Regions from separate parts of the Mus musculus genome. Here regions 2, 3 and 4 are each linked to region 1. The links are chromatin contacts, called in public HiChIP or PLAC-seq, Micro-C and promoter capture Hi-C maps. All regions are on one chromosome and are shown on one strand. The core of a region is the stretch at or near the end of the contact, and the rest is flanking DNA. Distances in the headings are between cores, read along the strand shown.

Region 1 (3,681 bases), core at 640-3,139:
TCACACTTAATGTCTTCTCAACCACCCCTCCATTGACTTTCCCTAGGTGAGGCAGACAGGCTGGCTTGCCCTTATTATACCCAGCACAGAGTGGATGTGCAGTTCATTTGTTGAACCAGCAAACAGAGTATAGAAAGAATTCAGGGTTGCCCAACAGGCAACACTTATGATGTCGCCGACCTCTGTGTGATTCAAGTCCTACCGACTGAGTGTTAAAATACGGAGTCACCTCGAAGGAGGCAGTCATTTGTGCTAGGGTCATTTTAACGTATCCCGCTCTGACTGGCACTGGGATATCCATCCCTCCAACCCATTTTTCAAGGGAACTGGTCATCATGAGCACTCAAGAGCGACCCTCGAGTGCAACAAAACCAGGAAGTGTCAAATTCCAAAGCAAACAGATTGGCCTCATTGCCTAGCACGGGAAGGGTGTTTGCGGGGTTTGGCTAAAGATAGATCTGGGGGCCCGTTCCAGGAACTTCCTGGCATTTACTAGTTTTGCACCCCAAACTTTTCAGAGGTTTTTCCTTTGGAATTGTGGGTGCGAGACTGCTTTCCTAAACAATGCCACAGACTCTCAGAGCATCTGTATAGTATTTGAAAACCGAAAGAACATCCGGTTGAGATGTTTGGGTGGGTGTGGGACAGTGCCGCGTTGCGATGAAACGGCAAGGGGACACTTTAAAAATATGTCCATATCCTTTTCATAGAGTGGCAGAACAACTATGAAAAAAATACAAATGGCTAATTACGTTGGCTCAATTACAAATTTGATGGAAAAAAAAAACCCAAACCAAAACCTGCCTCCCCTCTTTTAGCACCAACGTAGGAGGAAAAAATAGGTTGCTGAAAAGCCCAAGCGATAAAGATCTCTGTGAGAGCCAAGGGACAAAACTCATTACAGATAAACCTAGCCCTTGCATTTCCCCCGGATGCCTCTCCCTGTAGTTTACTTAAGCCGTGTCTCCTAGGACGGCTGCGGGAAACCAGTCCTGCCCCGGGGTGCTGCTTTCCCCTGCCCCGGGTGAGAGGCGCACTTCATTTGCCCTCTGCCTAACCAGGCCAAGTTGCAGCCACCTTCTTCCCGAATCCGGGGGTTGGGAAAACTCCGCGACAGACCTTCGTAGTTTGGGGAAAAGTCCACGACAGACCTTCGTGGTTTGGGAAAAGCCGATGTGGGCCTGGAGCTGGATTTTGCTAGCCTGGGATGGACTCCCGTCCCTTTCCCTATCTCCCAGAGGTAGATTCGAACAATGGAAGCTCGGAAAGGGGGAAGGGGAAACAACAACAACAAAAAAACCTCAATGAAACCTGAGTGCAAAGGCCGCTGGGCTTTGTCTCTTAGCCCGGGAACGCAGCAGGAGAGGGACGCTGGAGGTGCACCCCGTCAAGACACCGTCCAGGTGGTGAGGCCTTACGGAAGTCCCCTCTCCATGAAAATGTAGCTGCTGGTCCTTTCCTCTCCCCCAGATTCCAACCAGACCACCCTTTCCCCCTCCCCCAAGTTCCGGATCCATGAACGAGGTCAGGGATCTCTCCGAATCCGTACTTCGTCTTTAAGAACTCGAAAATGGAGCAAAGCCATGCCGACCCTGGATGGCAGCTGGTCTCTTCCCTGTCTTCAGGGTTACCAGCTCCCCTAAACGCACACCCATAGCCCTAGGCACGCCTGGAGAGGAGAGTAGTGCAAGTCCTTGGAAGCCGGAGCCCAGCACGGCCGCTTTAAGAGACGCGCGCCCCCGCCGGCGGCAGCTCGGGGATGCGCGTCACCGCGCGCCCGTGCTTGCGCGCCCCCGCCGCCGCGCGCCCCCAGCTCGCTCGCTCGCCCGCTCGCCGGCTTTAAAGTCTCTGCCAGGATCCATGCTCACATGTTACTTCCTGTATGGAGGCATGGCCAGTTTCCAGCCCCGCGCTCTCGGTTCCTCCCCAGCCTGCGCCGGAGCCACAACTTTCAGGAGCATGGACTGAAGGCGCCCTCGCCCCGGCGCCCCTCTGAGATCCTTTGTGTTTCCCTGCGCTCCACTGGCCGTTTGTGTTTTGGGGGGCTCTGCGCTCCGCCCCGCCGCTTCCCTCCCTTTCCAGGCTCGCAGACATGCCTCCTTCCTTGCCGGGGCCCTGGAAGGAGCTGCCCGCCTGAAGCCCGGAGCCGCCGCGCCGCGCACAGCCCCGCCGTCGCCCGCTGGTTCTCGGGCTGCGCTGCGCTGCCGACTCAACTTGGGGCTCTTCCGCTGCTAGCCACCGCCACCCGCGGTCCCTGCCTGCTCCGGGCCCCGGGCTCTGCCGCCGTGCGTCTTCTCCTCGCCCTGCCTGTCGGCTGGATCGTGTCTGAGCGGAAAGCAGCCCTTCTCCTCCGAGAGGATCGTCCCTAGCTTGGCTTTGCATTCCCGGTCACTTTTTGAGGTTTTCTCGGGAGCGCTTGGCAGCTTCCCGGATTCCAGCGGGACCGGTGGCCGAGTGTGGGGGGCCCCGTGTGGCGGGCGAGCCGTGAAAGCCTCCAGGCTTAGCGGAGCCTCGCTCGGAAGCAAGAACTTATTCAACAAGTTTACCCCCCCTGCCTTTCTCTTTTCGATGTGCGTTTTCGGACATGCGGAGGTTACTGGAACCGTGTTGGTGGATTTTGTTCCTGAAAATCACCAGTTCTGTGCTTCATTATGTGGTGTGCTTCCCGGGTGAGTGAGGGCCGCCGATGGGACGCGTCTCTGGCCGGCGCGCGGGGTATGCGGAGTTGTCGCCGGGGCGCGGAGCTTGGGCGCCAGTCTAGGGACCGCGGAGAGGGTGAAGGGGGGCCGGGCTACCGAGGAGGAAAGAGAGCTCTGCTTCATTGGCTCCGGCAGTGTTCTAGGAGGCTGATGGTCAGAGAGGGCAGAAGCAGTGGCGGGCTGGAAGGGAGGGTTGGGGACTCAGAGATGTGCTCTGACTGTGGCTTGGGAAGCTTGAAGCATCTGGAGTATGGGAGGGCGGGGGAAGGCGACTTGCTTTGCTGATCCGGAGCTGATCCGGAGGGCTATAGTTGCACGATAGGATGTCTGGGGAGATTGGCTGTGGGAAGGATGCTCTGTTGGTTTGAGTAATATGGGGTGCTCCCGTTGCTTCTGCGGGGATAGAAGGAGCTCATAATCGTGGCTCACTTTGCATCCCTCCGACCCTTTGTAGGGGGGAGGGCGGCGTTTGGGGATGGAAGGCGGAGGCTGGCTGCAGAGAAGTCAGGATGTGGGGAGCAGCCCGCGTTGTAGTCGCCGGGCCGCCTCCTTTCAGCCTTGCTCCCGGCTGAGGTGCGGGCTACGCCTCAGTGCAAGCGGGAGGCAGCTCCCTAGACGCGGGGGGCCTGGGAGCCTCGGGAGAGCAGGAAGCAGTGAGCAGGGAGTTTTTCGCTAGACCCCTGCTTCACTGGGCTCACGGTCCCTTTCTGTATCTTTCTTTTGGGTCCAAGTTCAGGGCGCGGGTCGACAGCTGGGTAGCTTCTGGCGTCCGGGCAGATTTTTTGGCTGTCTGGCGTGCCCTCCCTACTTTCATCTTTGCCCTTTTGCAGGCTGAATGTGCCTGCCAGATCCAGACCCAGACCCGCTTATTTTCTAGCCAGGTTAAAGCTGGAACAATATTGGCCACTCGACAATCCTAAATCACTGCACGTACCAGTGTGCAGCTCGCCGACCCTCCACTTCCAGCCTTCAGCCCACACCC
Region 2 (3,681 bases), core at 580-3,079, 2.0 Mb before region 1:
GAAAAATCTAAATGAATAAAAATAAGTTTAAAAGTGTTTAACTAGGGGCATGCAAAGCATTGATTCCCATTAGCAGAGATAAAGAGTGTGATATATTCAAATATATAGAATATTAATATAAAGTATTATAAAGTTAGCAAACCAAATATCTGATAGTGACATATAACCTATACAGACAAATCTTAACATAACATTTAGGAAATATTAATAGTTCTTCAAAGAAAAGATACAACATGATCCTTATTTTGTATGAAGTTAAAAATAAATATGCCTGAAACTATATTAAAATTACAAAAGGAATACAGAGCTGTGCTCATGAGAGGCAGGGTGGAGGATAACACAATGTTTGAGGAAAAAAAAGATTAGAACTTTGGAATTATTATTTGCTTAGATGTAGAACATCTACAAATATATTTTTCTTTTAGGCATGGGATTACAGGTACCCACTAGTGATTAAAAAGTTAGTAGACTACAGAACAGACTCTGAAGGGAACCAAAAGTGAGCGTTTATGGGCCCCAGGAGAGAGTGTAAGGCTTCAGGACAAAAATCTGTTCCCATTACAAGAACCTCCATGGGATGTAGTACACATACATTCTTTGTCGCGGTGACAACTCTGCAGGTCAGTCTTGGCTTAGACACCTGGAATCCATTGTCCCTTTTCTAAATGTTCCATGACTTCTATTTTGAATAGAACACTCCACACAGGGCGCTGTCCTTAATAAAAACTTCTCTGTCATAAAAGTTTTATGTCTGTGAGATATTCACCACCATGCTCTCTGTTCTACAATTTTGCTTTAGGTCCTATTTCTGAAGCAGAGGACCCCTAGTCTAGATGTTAATAACACGCTGCAATCACAAAATAATTTCATGCACTTTACACATTTGATAACCTTTGAGTCCACTTGTTTACGTTGATTTCTAAACTAAGACTGTACTCTGAAGGTTCCGTAAATCTGATCGCTATTTGCATAGAAAACAGGCACAGGGTATTGAAAGAGCAATTCATTGCCAAGCTATTTTGACATCAGCAATAATGGATTCCAGTTCATCGACATTAGACAGAAGCCTGGTAGCCAAAGTGTTAGTCCAAATCTGCAAGTACTCCTAATTGGTTATCAGATTGTGGCTAACCTGATGCCAAAATCAAATATTCTCAGGTTGGGCAAACTGATTTTTGGCATTCCAGAGGCAAAAAAAGCCCAGTGATTAACTGTCCTTTCACTTGGCAAATGGTTAGTTTGGCCTTTGAGTGCACAGACAACCCATCTACTTACAAAAGAAGTTAAATGCAGGACTGGGTCTTTCAGCCAAAAGGCAGCAAAATCACCAGCAGTAAATGGTGCTCTATGGAAAATGGCCTGCTGTTCTGGCTAAGGGAGAAGTGTCCTTGGTCCGGTTCTGAGTCCTTTCTCTAGAGAAGTGAACATCAAAGGGTTGTCGCTTGCTCCAGAATAATATGGCATGACTATGTTGTTCTTTTTTTATTGCAATTAATAGAGCACCTGCTTTATACCTGCTACTGTGCTGGGTGCCAGATCCACTGTGCTGCTACAAGAAAGATGGTTTGGGGTTTCTCTTACTGTCATAAAACAACATGACCAAAGCAATGTGGAGAGGAAAGGGCTTAGGTGGCTTTCAGATAACTGTCCATCATCAGAAGAAACACAGGCAGGACAGGAACCTGTTGACAGGAACTAAAGCAGAGACCATGGTCGAATGCTTTGTAATGGCTTTCCCCCAGGATTCACCCAGTTTACTCTTGGGCCACCCAAAACCATGTGTTCCAGGGTGACATCACCCACACCACACCAGGCCAAGCCTTGCCGCATCAGTCATTAATCAAGAAAACAGAGTTGACTACAGGTCAGTTTATTGGAAACATTTTCTCAACTAAGGTTCACCTCTTCTCACATGACCCTGGCTTGTGTCAAGTCTCCAGCCTCCAGTTTGAACTAACTGCCCCATGGTGCTTAAATCTTCCTTTTCAGATGATGAAGTAAAGGTAGAGAGATATCACCTTATACTATGTGTTTGAACTATAGCATGGTGCTTCTATATTCTGCTGGGTTTTTTTTTTAACAATACCTAACATTTTCTAAGCATTCATGATAGAGTGAAATATCGCTAGTGAAGCACTTTTAAATGAATTAGTTGCCTAAATAAAGCATGTATGCATCTATATAAGGATCTGCACACATGTGTGCAGCTATATGTACAGAGACTATAAGTGTGTCAGATGCTCTCCTTTGCTGTGTCACCTTTTCCTTAGGCATGCAAGCAAATGTCCACTTACTCCACATGGTAACTAACAAGCAGACCAAAGTTCAATTAGACCAGAGTCCAACTTGGTAAGACCAGTGGCTTTATTGAGTTTGTTAACAGAGATCACATGAAAGGTCACAGGCGTGTGGATAACACTGGAAAAGCTGTAGCATCCCAATCTTACCCTATCATGGTTGGAAACCTCATGGAAGTTATACCACTGGGTCCCACTTTTAATTAACCCTTTCCTTTTTGTTTACTTGGGCACCAGCAAAGAGCTTGCAGCGAGGGAAAGGGTGGAAGAGTAGCATCTGGGATCTCAGAAAAGATCTCCCTCCTTCATCTATCAAGAAGTGTCAATAGCTCCAATACTGTTACAGTAGGCATTGCTACCATTCTGTTGTTCTGCTCTTGTTGCCATGGCTACCAGAGGTAAAGCCTAAGATGGCAATATGTAATGTCTAGAGGAAAGAGTAACCATGCACTATCCTGTATCACTCTCTACCTATTTCTTTATGGTAAGGTCTTTCTCTGAACCTGGGATCTATGTTTTCTCAGCTAGGCTAGGAGGTGCAGAACCCCAGTGAACTTCCTATCCCTGTATCCCTGGTATCTGGCATTACAGGTATATTTGTTGTTGGGTGCTAAAGTTTGACCTCCAGCCCTCATAACTATACAGCAAATGCATTTAACCACATGAATAACACAGATGCATTTAACATCTGACTATGCCCAATGAAGCATTTTCATATATAGTAATGGTTCTCAGCCTTCCTGGCGCTGTGACCCTTTCGTAAAGTTCCTCATGTTGTGGTGACCACACAACCATAAAATTATTTCATTGCTTCTTCATAAGTAAAATGTTGCTACTGTTAAAGGATAGCGATGTAAATGTCTGATCTGCAGGATATCTGATATATGACCCCAAAAGGGTCATAGACCACAGGTTGAGAATCACAGATATATAGCATCTTATTCAATTTCCTCACCATACAGAGAGGCAAAACAAGGTCTGGGGATATAAGCAACTACAGAAATTGATTCACATGTCTGAAGTTCTAAATTGCTTTTCTGTTTTAAAAAGACCCTCAGTTAAATATAATAGGAGTATCCTGCTTCTAGCTTTCAACTTGGAAATCAAAAATAATGAAAAGAAGTATGTGAAGGTCAGGGGATGGTGCATCCAAGGCATGCCATGTGAGTTAAGCTATCCTGGATGCCAGCCACATGACAGACATGCAGCCACATGGCAAGGAGGGGAGCTTTAGAGGAAATATAAAAAGCCTAAAGCACCAGAAGAAAGAAAAAAAAAACATATTTGACCAATATCCAAAGACAGACTACGGAGGAGAAAAATGAAATGCTTCATCTTTCTGAATCAGGACTTGAAAAGCCTGGAAGAGTGACAGGGTTTTGGA
Region 3 (3,681 bases), core at 840-3,339, 1.9 Mb before region 1:
AATTTCCTTTAGTCATCCAAATCCTTACAGTGAAAAGAGAGAACTGATTATTTCAGAGTGACATCTGACCTCTATGCAGGCACACACACATACATGGATTATTAAATGAAGTAACTAATAAGAGAGAGAGAGAGAGAGAGAGAGAGAGAGAAAGGGATGGAGAGAAGGAGGGATGGAAGGAGCAAGTGAGGGGGAGAGAGGGAGAGAGAGAGAGAGAGAGAGAGAGAGAGAGAGAGAGATATTAAGGACCCTATAGCTGATTGAATGATGCTATTAAAAATCCATGTCTACTTAGTATTTCACAATGCATCCCCATTTGGAAATAAAATCTGTGACACATGCAGTTAAGATGAGGCAATACAGGACTAAGGTAATTGATAACTTTAAAGACTGGTGCTCAATCTTTTTGGGGTGATTAGAAGGCATACAGATATCCATACAGAGAAGAATGCCATATAAATATACCCAGAAATTGAAGGTATATATCTGTAAACTAGGCAACACTGAAAACTGCAGCCAACCACTAGAGACCAGCATAAAGGAAGGAAGTATTGCTCCCCAGAACTTTCATGAACCTTTATTAACATCAAACTCTAATGACAGCTGGACCTAACATTCACAGCCTGTGGACCTGGGAGAGGATAAATTCCTACAGCTTACTCCATTTGGTTCTTGCTCTCATCCAATCATACCATCCTGTTTTAAAGTTGGGAAACATGAATTCTTATCATGAAATTTCATCACCACTGGAGTTCAACATCTGAACAAAAGTTTAGCCAGCACTCTGATTACCCTGACTTAATAGGAAGGGCTTGCATCCGGGGCAGTGTGACTACCCTGACTTAGTAAGGGCTTGCATCCGGGGCAGTGTGACTACCCTGACTTAGTAAGGGCTTGCATCTGGGGCAGTGTGATTACCCTGACTCAATAAAAAGGGCTTGCATCTGGGGCAGTTTGATTACCCTGACTCAATAAAAAGGGCTTGCATCTGGGGAAGTGTGACTACCCTGACTTAATAAGAAGGGTTTGCATCTAGGGCACTCTAACTACCCTGACTTAATAAGAAGGGGTTGTATCTAGGGCAGTGTAACTACCCTGACTTAAGAAGAAGGGGTTGTATCTAGAGCAGTGTAACTACCCTGACTTAAGAAGAAGGGGTTGTATCTAGGGCAGTGTAACTACCCTGACTTAATAAGAAGGGGTTGTATCTAGGGCAGTGTGACTACCCTGACTTAATAAGAAGGGGTTGTATCTAGGGCAGGATGTCCTACAGGCTCTTTTGTTTGCCTTGTTTTCAGAATGAGAAGAAGGCAGATCTTTTTACTTGTCTTTATGACTCCCTTCTTAGGGATCTCATCTCTGAGCCCACAAAACTTTTTACTCTGTTTCCCCACTCCTTTGCCAGAGCTAACCCCTTGTCTTGTAGGCAAGTGTGTGCTGGCTAAGCAGAGATTATTCCATGTTGATCATGGTTTTTTATTATATTATATGAGATCCCTCTGGTCGTTACTAGGGCATATGTCAGTTCCTAGAGATTCGAACCAAACCAAAGATCCTTCAGATCTAGAGGAAAGGGGCTCAGAGTTCAGCAGTTCCAGCAGGCAACCACAAGCTGCCTGGTTAGCTCTGGCTTCAGATGTCATTTATGAGCTTGTGACATGCTTTTGGAAGCAAGGGTGTCATTAGTGATGCAGAGGCTATGAAGCCCATCCTAGAAACCTGTCATTTGTGTTCCTGGGAATATCAGACGTGAAGCTGTCTTGCTGCAAGAAGACAGTATGGAGCATCCCTGCCACATGAAAGGGATGTCTCAAACCTCTGGCCAGGAAGGCTCAGGGACACTGAAACTATGACAGGATGAGAGGCTGACAGGACAGTATTGCCAGACCTTGGCATGAAATAGATTTCTAAGCATCTCATCAAATGTCTGCAAGGACAGGTTCTCTCAGTGACCCTCCAGAATCAGTCAAAGTCTGCTCTTGTCTGAGCTATGATTTACATATAAAAGCATCCATCGAGCTGTGCCCAGCCTGTCACTTTGCTTAGCAACAGTAGCAGAATAAGATTTTACGTAGGAAATGAGAATCTCTTTTTGGCCGGATGAGGCACTGGGAGTTGGTACTGGGAAGACTCTATTAAAGCACCCTTATGGACTGATGTGCACAGATGTGTTAATTTATAGCACATTCATCAGAAGACCTAAATTAATTGCTCTCTGATGAATTTCATAACACCTTCTTTCTGCTTCTCAACCCTCCCCCAAAATACACTGAAAAGGTCAACAGTCCTATCAAATGCAACACACTTAAACTTCCTTCCAAGCTTATAATTAAAGCTAATTAGTAGTTTTGGTAATTAGCACATGTAGGCTTTCTACTCTCTGAATTAATAAGTCTTACACAGGTTGTGAGCCAAGCAGGCTCTTTGCTTGCTGATTCCTGAACCCACGGTTTGGCTGGTTTATTTAAAACAGGCCTCTTCAAAGTGCAATACTAGAAAGGACTCCTACTTACCATGATCTGCTATCAGGCCAGAGTGTGATTGTACACAGGAAAAGTGGGACTGTTATCACTAGATGACGTCAGCACATACACTCCAGTCTGCTTCTCCAATAACCAATCCATCTCATGCTCTCCCTGAGGTGTGGGCTATGTCCCGTCAGCTGTCACACAGCCTGGACAACCGTAAGGACACTGCTCCCCTTATGTCCCATTCAATCTACCCTGAGAATACCAAATACCTTGTGGCTGTGATATAACTGCTCTTGTTGATTCTATTTACGAACGGAAAGGAGGCAGATCACAAGCCAGACTGGTCTCTGCCTGTGTTAGACCAAGTGACTTTCCAGAGAGCTCCATGTTTATTCTATCCATTTTTTCTCATTTATTTCAGACAGCATGGGGCATCCTGTATGCAGACAAAATTAAAAGTGTATTTTTTTAAAACCAATCCTATGTTGATTATTAAGAAAAACTTCGGTGACTTGTTTTCAGACTTTTGACAATTGTGAGAATAGTTTTCCTTGGGTACCATACTATTTTCTGGTTAAGAAAAAGAAGAGAGAGAAAAACAAAGAAAGAAAGAAAGGAGGGAGGGAGGGAGGGAGGGAGGGAGGGAGGGAGGGAGGGTAGGGAGGAAAAGGTCTTGGTCATTCACTAGAGTCATCAAAAAGTCAGGACAACAGTGGTTGCCCACAGCACTAGCCACCATGAATATGGTGAGAAGGAAATGGCCATTTGCACATGGGGACAACTACACAGCAGCTTGGGGACATTGCAAAGCAGATCACCAGGACTGGTTTTAATGGCACACTATTGCCACTGTGATATCTACTTTTGAATCCTTATGCTACTATCCCTGACCTGATTGAAAAGCAAAATGTCTTTGGCCCTGTGGACAGCTGTGACTGAAAGCGATAATCTAAGATTCTGAATGACCACAGCCTCAGGCACTTGTGTGACGGGAGAGTCTTAGTGAATGCACTCTGGTAAATTCCCCTGAGACTCTGTCCCTAAGGACATATGAATTGTTCGTATGTTTTTTATTGTCGCAATTGGGAGTGGGAGTCTGGTAGGTGGGATTCCACCAGTGGGTAGAAGCCAGTCATACTGCGGTTGCACACCTGACAATGTACTGGCTGGTGCTCTGAGTCAGAGAATCTCGAAGCTCCATAAGCCAGTG
Region 4 (3,681 bases), core at 845-3,344, 1.3 Mb after region 1:
CAGGGTTGGGTGGTGTGTATACACATATAAGCAAAACAAACAGAGCAATCTGTTCTACCTCGATATAAGGATGCAAGGTAAATATGGAAAGATCCAACATCTTACTTGAGCAACATAAAATTTAGATTTAAATGGCAGCAACGATTCTTAAACTACTATTTTAAGAAATAGTCTCACAACCTTGATGGGCTACAGCTAGAACCTCCCATGACTCCCGGGTTCAACTGACCTCATGCAAGCTTAAATGCTTCATTTGTTCCCAGAGACTAAACCGAGTGCACTCACTCCCACTGAGCTCCTGACCCCTTTCTGGCTGATCCTCCTCACTGGCCCTCAGCCCCTGGTGACCTCACCTCCCTTTTGTCCTTTCTCGGGTTGGAGATAGTAATGCCCCACCCCCCACCCCCCCATCAAAAGTAGCTCAAAGCCAGCATGGCCTTGCCTCTGCCTCAGACACAAAAAGCTTTTTATGACTATAACTGAGAAGCTGTTTGCAGCTGCACTTTTATCAATCCAGTAACAAGAGGACTTGGAGAGCCTCAGCGAAGCCAGAAGGTGGCGGCGAAGTCACCTTGGGAGGAGAAGATGGTCAAAGGAGGGTATGAGAGAAGTGCTAACCCCAGGCACAGGGACCCACTAGGCGCGCCCCTGCTCTGGGATCCATGAAGAAGGGGAAAAGGATTGGAGGGACTACTGGCAAGAGGAAAACGCTGCTGCAGGACGACCCCTAGGTTACCCTAGGTGGCGATCAGCTGACCAGGTTGGGAGGGGGCGCCCTTGGCTAAGTCACTGGAAAACTCGCTTCCTGGGCTGGCTTTTTTTTTTTTCTCCCCTGCGTGCCCCTGCGGCTGCCCGCTGCCCCAAGAGTCCAGCGATGCTAGAGCTCCACACCCGCGCCCTGACCTGCCAGGAGCCTGCGCCCGCCTAGTGCACGCCCCGGAGGGCGGGCCAGAGCGCAACGCAGCCGCCGCCACTCGGGAGCGCAGGGAGCTCCGAAAGAGACAAGGCCTCTGTGAGAGCTGCCAGCTGCAAGTCACTTCCCGCGCCACTTAGGTCACAGAGCGAGCGGGACTTTCCCGCCTGGCTCCCCCCACAGGGAGGCCCGTGCGCGCAGCCCTGTGCCGTAGGCCCCTGTCACATCCCAGGGACATCTCCCGAGTCAAGCTGGGCGGTGGCAAGACGGGGCCCCTAATCCCAGGGCGCGGTCTTCACCTTCCCCAGCTCCTCCTAGCCAGCTGCGCCGCGGGTTCCTATTGTTCGCCCCGCCCGCTTGCCGGGCGACAATAAGGCGCCGCTCCCCGGCCTCGCGGCGCACCTACCTTCTGCTGCCGCCGAGCCATGTCGGTGGGCTGCTTGGCGTTGAAGGGGTAGGCGATGCAGCGCATCACGAACACGTACAGCTGCAGCCTCTTCTTCCTCTCTTCCTCCTCCTTCTGCAGCCTCTCCAACTCTTCCTTCTCCTTCTCGCTCACCACCGACGGGCTAGGGCTGGAAGGCCGGCCGCCGCCGGCGCGGCTGCTGGGCTGCAGCCCCCCGGCCCCGCCGCCGCTGCTCGCGCCGCTACCCCCACCGCCGCCGGCGCCCACCCCGGCCCCGGCGCCACTGCCCCCCATCCCGGCGCTGCCTGCCGAGCCCTCGCTGGTGCGGCTGGGAGACAGGCGCGCTCCAGACGCGGCCGAGCCCAGCACATCCTTGCCCCTCTCCTCTTCCAGGATCTCATCTGACTCCTCTTCGCTGGACGAAGGGTCCAGCATGGTAGCGCCTGGGAGAGGGGGGTCCCCGGAGCCCCCGCCTTGGGGTGCAAAAGGTGGGGGGCGCTGGAGGCAGCCAAGGGTCGGCTGTCCGGGTAGGCGCTTCTTCCTAGGTCAGGGAGAGCGAGCGCTGCTGCTCAGCTTCGGCCGCCGCGACTGCTTCCTCCGCCCGGCGAGCGCGAGCTGAGCGCAGACCCAGGAGCGCGAGGGGAGGAGGAGAAGGGAGAGGTGCGTGTGTGCACCCGAGGTGGGCAAGGGCGAGAATCAATTGCGAGCCCGGAGCCCGCAGCCGGATGCCATCTGCAGCCGCTGAAGAAGGCGCCTCCAGAAAAGATGCCGAGTGTTGCAAGCTGTCGATGCAGCCAAGAGCAGGAGAGGCATCTTGCCGATTGGGGAGCGAGCGGCGCTTACGTGTTTATTGGCTTAACTCTCCAGTGTCCGCGGCGGAGAGGGCGACTGCAAAGGCCTAGAGGGGGGAAGTGCGGTGCGCCCCAAAAGAGCTTCACTACTTTTGACCCTCATGCCCCCCAGTCTTCCTTGCCCCCTGTCCTATTTAGACCACTTCTCTTTACCTCGTCCTCTTTTCCCCTCCCGGGGACAAAAAGTTTTTTTTTTTCCCTCCAGGGGTGGGGAGGGAAAATAAAGAAGCCAATGGTAGCTTCTGACCAGCAAAAACCAGGCTTTCTGCAGGCGTCCAAAGGTCACAGAAAGAGGAATTCAGTGAGATGTTACCTTCAGACTTCTCAACTGGGGTGTGGTGGCTGGGAGGGAGCAGTGGGAAGGGGAGGCAGTGTGTGTTTTTTTTTTTTTTTCCATCTGTGTAAACCTCTATTCCAACAATCAATACCACTGTAAAATACAAATGCATCAAATCAGAGTGAATTAATGTATGGATCATGAAGTTCGGCTATTTAAGTAGAAATCAAACGTCCCCAACTCCAAGTCAGTGAAGCTTTTTTCAGTCTCTAGAAGTCCGTGTATTTTCTGCTGAACCTTGCCAGGTTTCTGGCTGTTCAGCCCTTCCTTCCTCCATGAAGATCTGAGGGAAGGAACAGGAACCACACACACCAAATCAGACACCCCCCAAACTCGGCAGCAGCAATTTCGAATTTACTGTCTCTGTTACACTGTCTTTACTTTGAGTTGTGGAATTGTCATTATTAATATAAATGATGTCATTATTAATACAGATGATGCCTTTATTCTGGAATCCTTCCTTTCTTAAGCCAACAGGGACCAGAAGGCACGGGGGAGCTGGCCAGCGTGCTGAACCTAACCAGAGAATTTAGATGCATCAGAAAACCAGTTAAAGACCTAGTCTTCAGCTTGTATGCTCGCATATTTTCTAATTCCCTTATCAGCTGCTTTTTATAAATGAGTAGCATGACTTTAAATTTTAAATAACAACTGTTGTTCTGTGTTTTACAATCTACCACGAGTTTTACTATAAGCTTTCTGGTAAACCTGATTAAATATGTGAATGAACTCAAAGCAAAATGTATCTGTACTTCACTCCAAAAATTTCTCTTCATTTTTTGAATTAAGTAATATATTCACTGCTAGTATTTGGTTTTTATCATACATAAAAGATAAAGCTTTTATGGCCTTTATTTTTTAATGGCCCACTTTTTAAAATTCATTTAACATTTTAAAATTGAACAGTGTGAAAACTTTGACAGTCTACCAGTTCTATTAAACTCTTCTGAGGAAATAAAACATGTTTACCAGTTTGTCTGGAGCAGAAAACTATGGTAATCCAGTCAGTGGATCAACAGCTGTTAGTAAGCTTTTTGTTGTTGTTGTTGTTGTTTTGGTTTTTTTTTTGTTTTTTGGTTTTTGGTTTTTGGTTGTTTTTTTTTTTTTTTGTTAATGAACTGCTCTAAGTGCTTCTGGACATGGAACATTCAGAAGATTCTCACAAGAGTATATT

The links. Promoter capture Hi-C pulls out the DNA fragments that hold promoters and counts their contacts. A called contact is a pair of places that touch in the nucleus more often than the background predicts. HiChIP or PLAC-seq counts read pairs in DNA pulled down with a chosen protein or histone mark.
Region 2: a promoter capture Hi-C map of liver shows a contact between it and region 1, with 6 times the contacts expected there. The contact joins the enhancer-like site here to the promoter of Ptprg in region 1. A contact is called at or near these places in 4 of 39 promoter capture datasets (cranial neural crest, hippocampal neurons, liver and 1 more) and 3 of 115 datasets of contacts at active chromatin or transcription factors (astrocytes, embryonic forebrain and embryonic limb bud).
Region 3: a contact with region 1 is called in an H3K4me3 HiChIP or PLAC-seq map of forebrain, with 7 times the contacts expected there. The contact joins the enhancer-like site here to the promoter of Ptprg in region 1. A contact is called at or near these places in 2 of 39 promoter capture datasets (hippocampal neurons and second pharyngeal arch cranial neural crest) and 6 of 115 datasets of contacts at active chromatin or transcription factors (astrocytes, embryonic forebrain, embryonic hindbrain and 3 more).
Region 4: a Micro-C map of embryonic stem cells shows a contact between it and region 1, with 11 times the contacts expected there. The contact joins the promoter of Cadps here to the promoter of Ptprg in region 1. A contact is called at or near these places in 1 of 39 promoter capture datasets (embryonic stem cells) and 1 of 484 Hi-C or Micro-C datasets (embryonic stem cells).

Annotation. Positions count from the first base shown.
Region 1 is chr14:11,551,664-11,555,344 of GRCm38.p6, forward strand. Ptprg (protein tyrosine phosphatase, receptor type, G) reads left to right here and starts at 1,890. Exons shown (of 30, transcript NM_008981.3): 1 at 1,890-2,669. The coding sequence starts at 2,585.
Region 2 is chr14:9,586,997-9,590,677 of GRCm38.p6, forward strand. The region is part of intron 5 of Fhit (fragile histidine triad gene); the gene reads right to left. Among named protein-coding and RNA genes, the nearest start is that of Gm41096, 59 kb to the left of the region's middle. Within about 2 kb of position 1,830, at least 2 of the 459 cell types and tissues checked have an H3K27ac peak or open chromatin away from gene starts, as enhancers often do. A contact at or near this core is called in liver, where this site is marked.
Region 3 is chr14:9,640,237-9,643,917 of GRCm38.p6, forward strand. All of the region lies in intron 5 of Fhit (fragile histidine triad gene), which reads right to left. Among named protein-coding and RNA genes, the nearest start is that of Gm41096, 110 kb to the left of the region's middle. Within about 2 kb of position 2,090, at least 6 of the 459 cell types and tissues checked have an H3K27ac peak or open chromatin away from gene starts, as enhancers often do. A contact at or near this core is called in forebrain, where this site is marked.
Region 4 is chr14:12,820,985-12,824,665 of GRCm38.p6, forward strand. It overlaps Cadps (Ca2+-dependent secretion activator), which reads right to left and starts at 2,095. Exons shown (of 31, transcript NM_001042617.1): 1 at 1,320-2,095. The coding sequence starts at 1,754.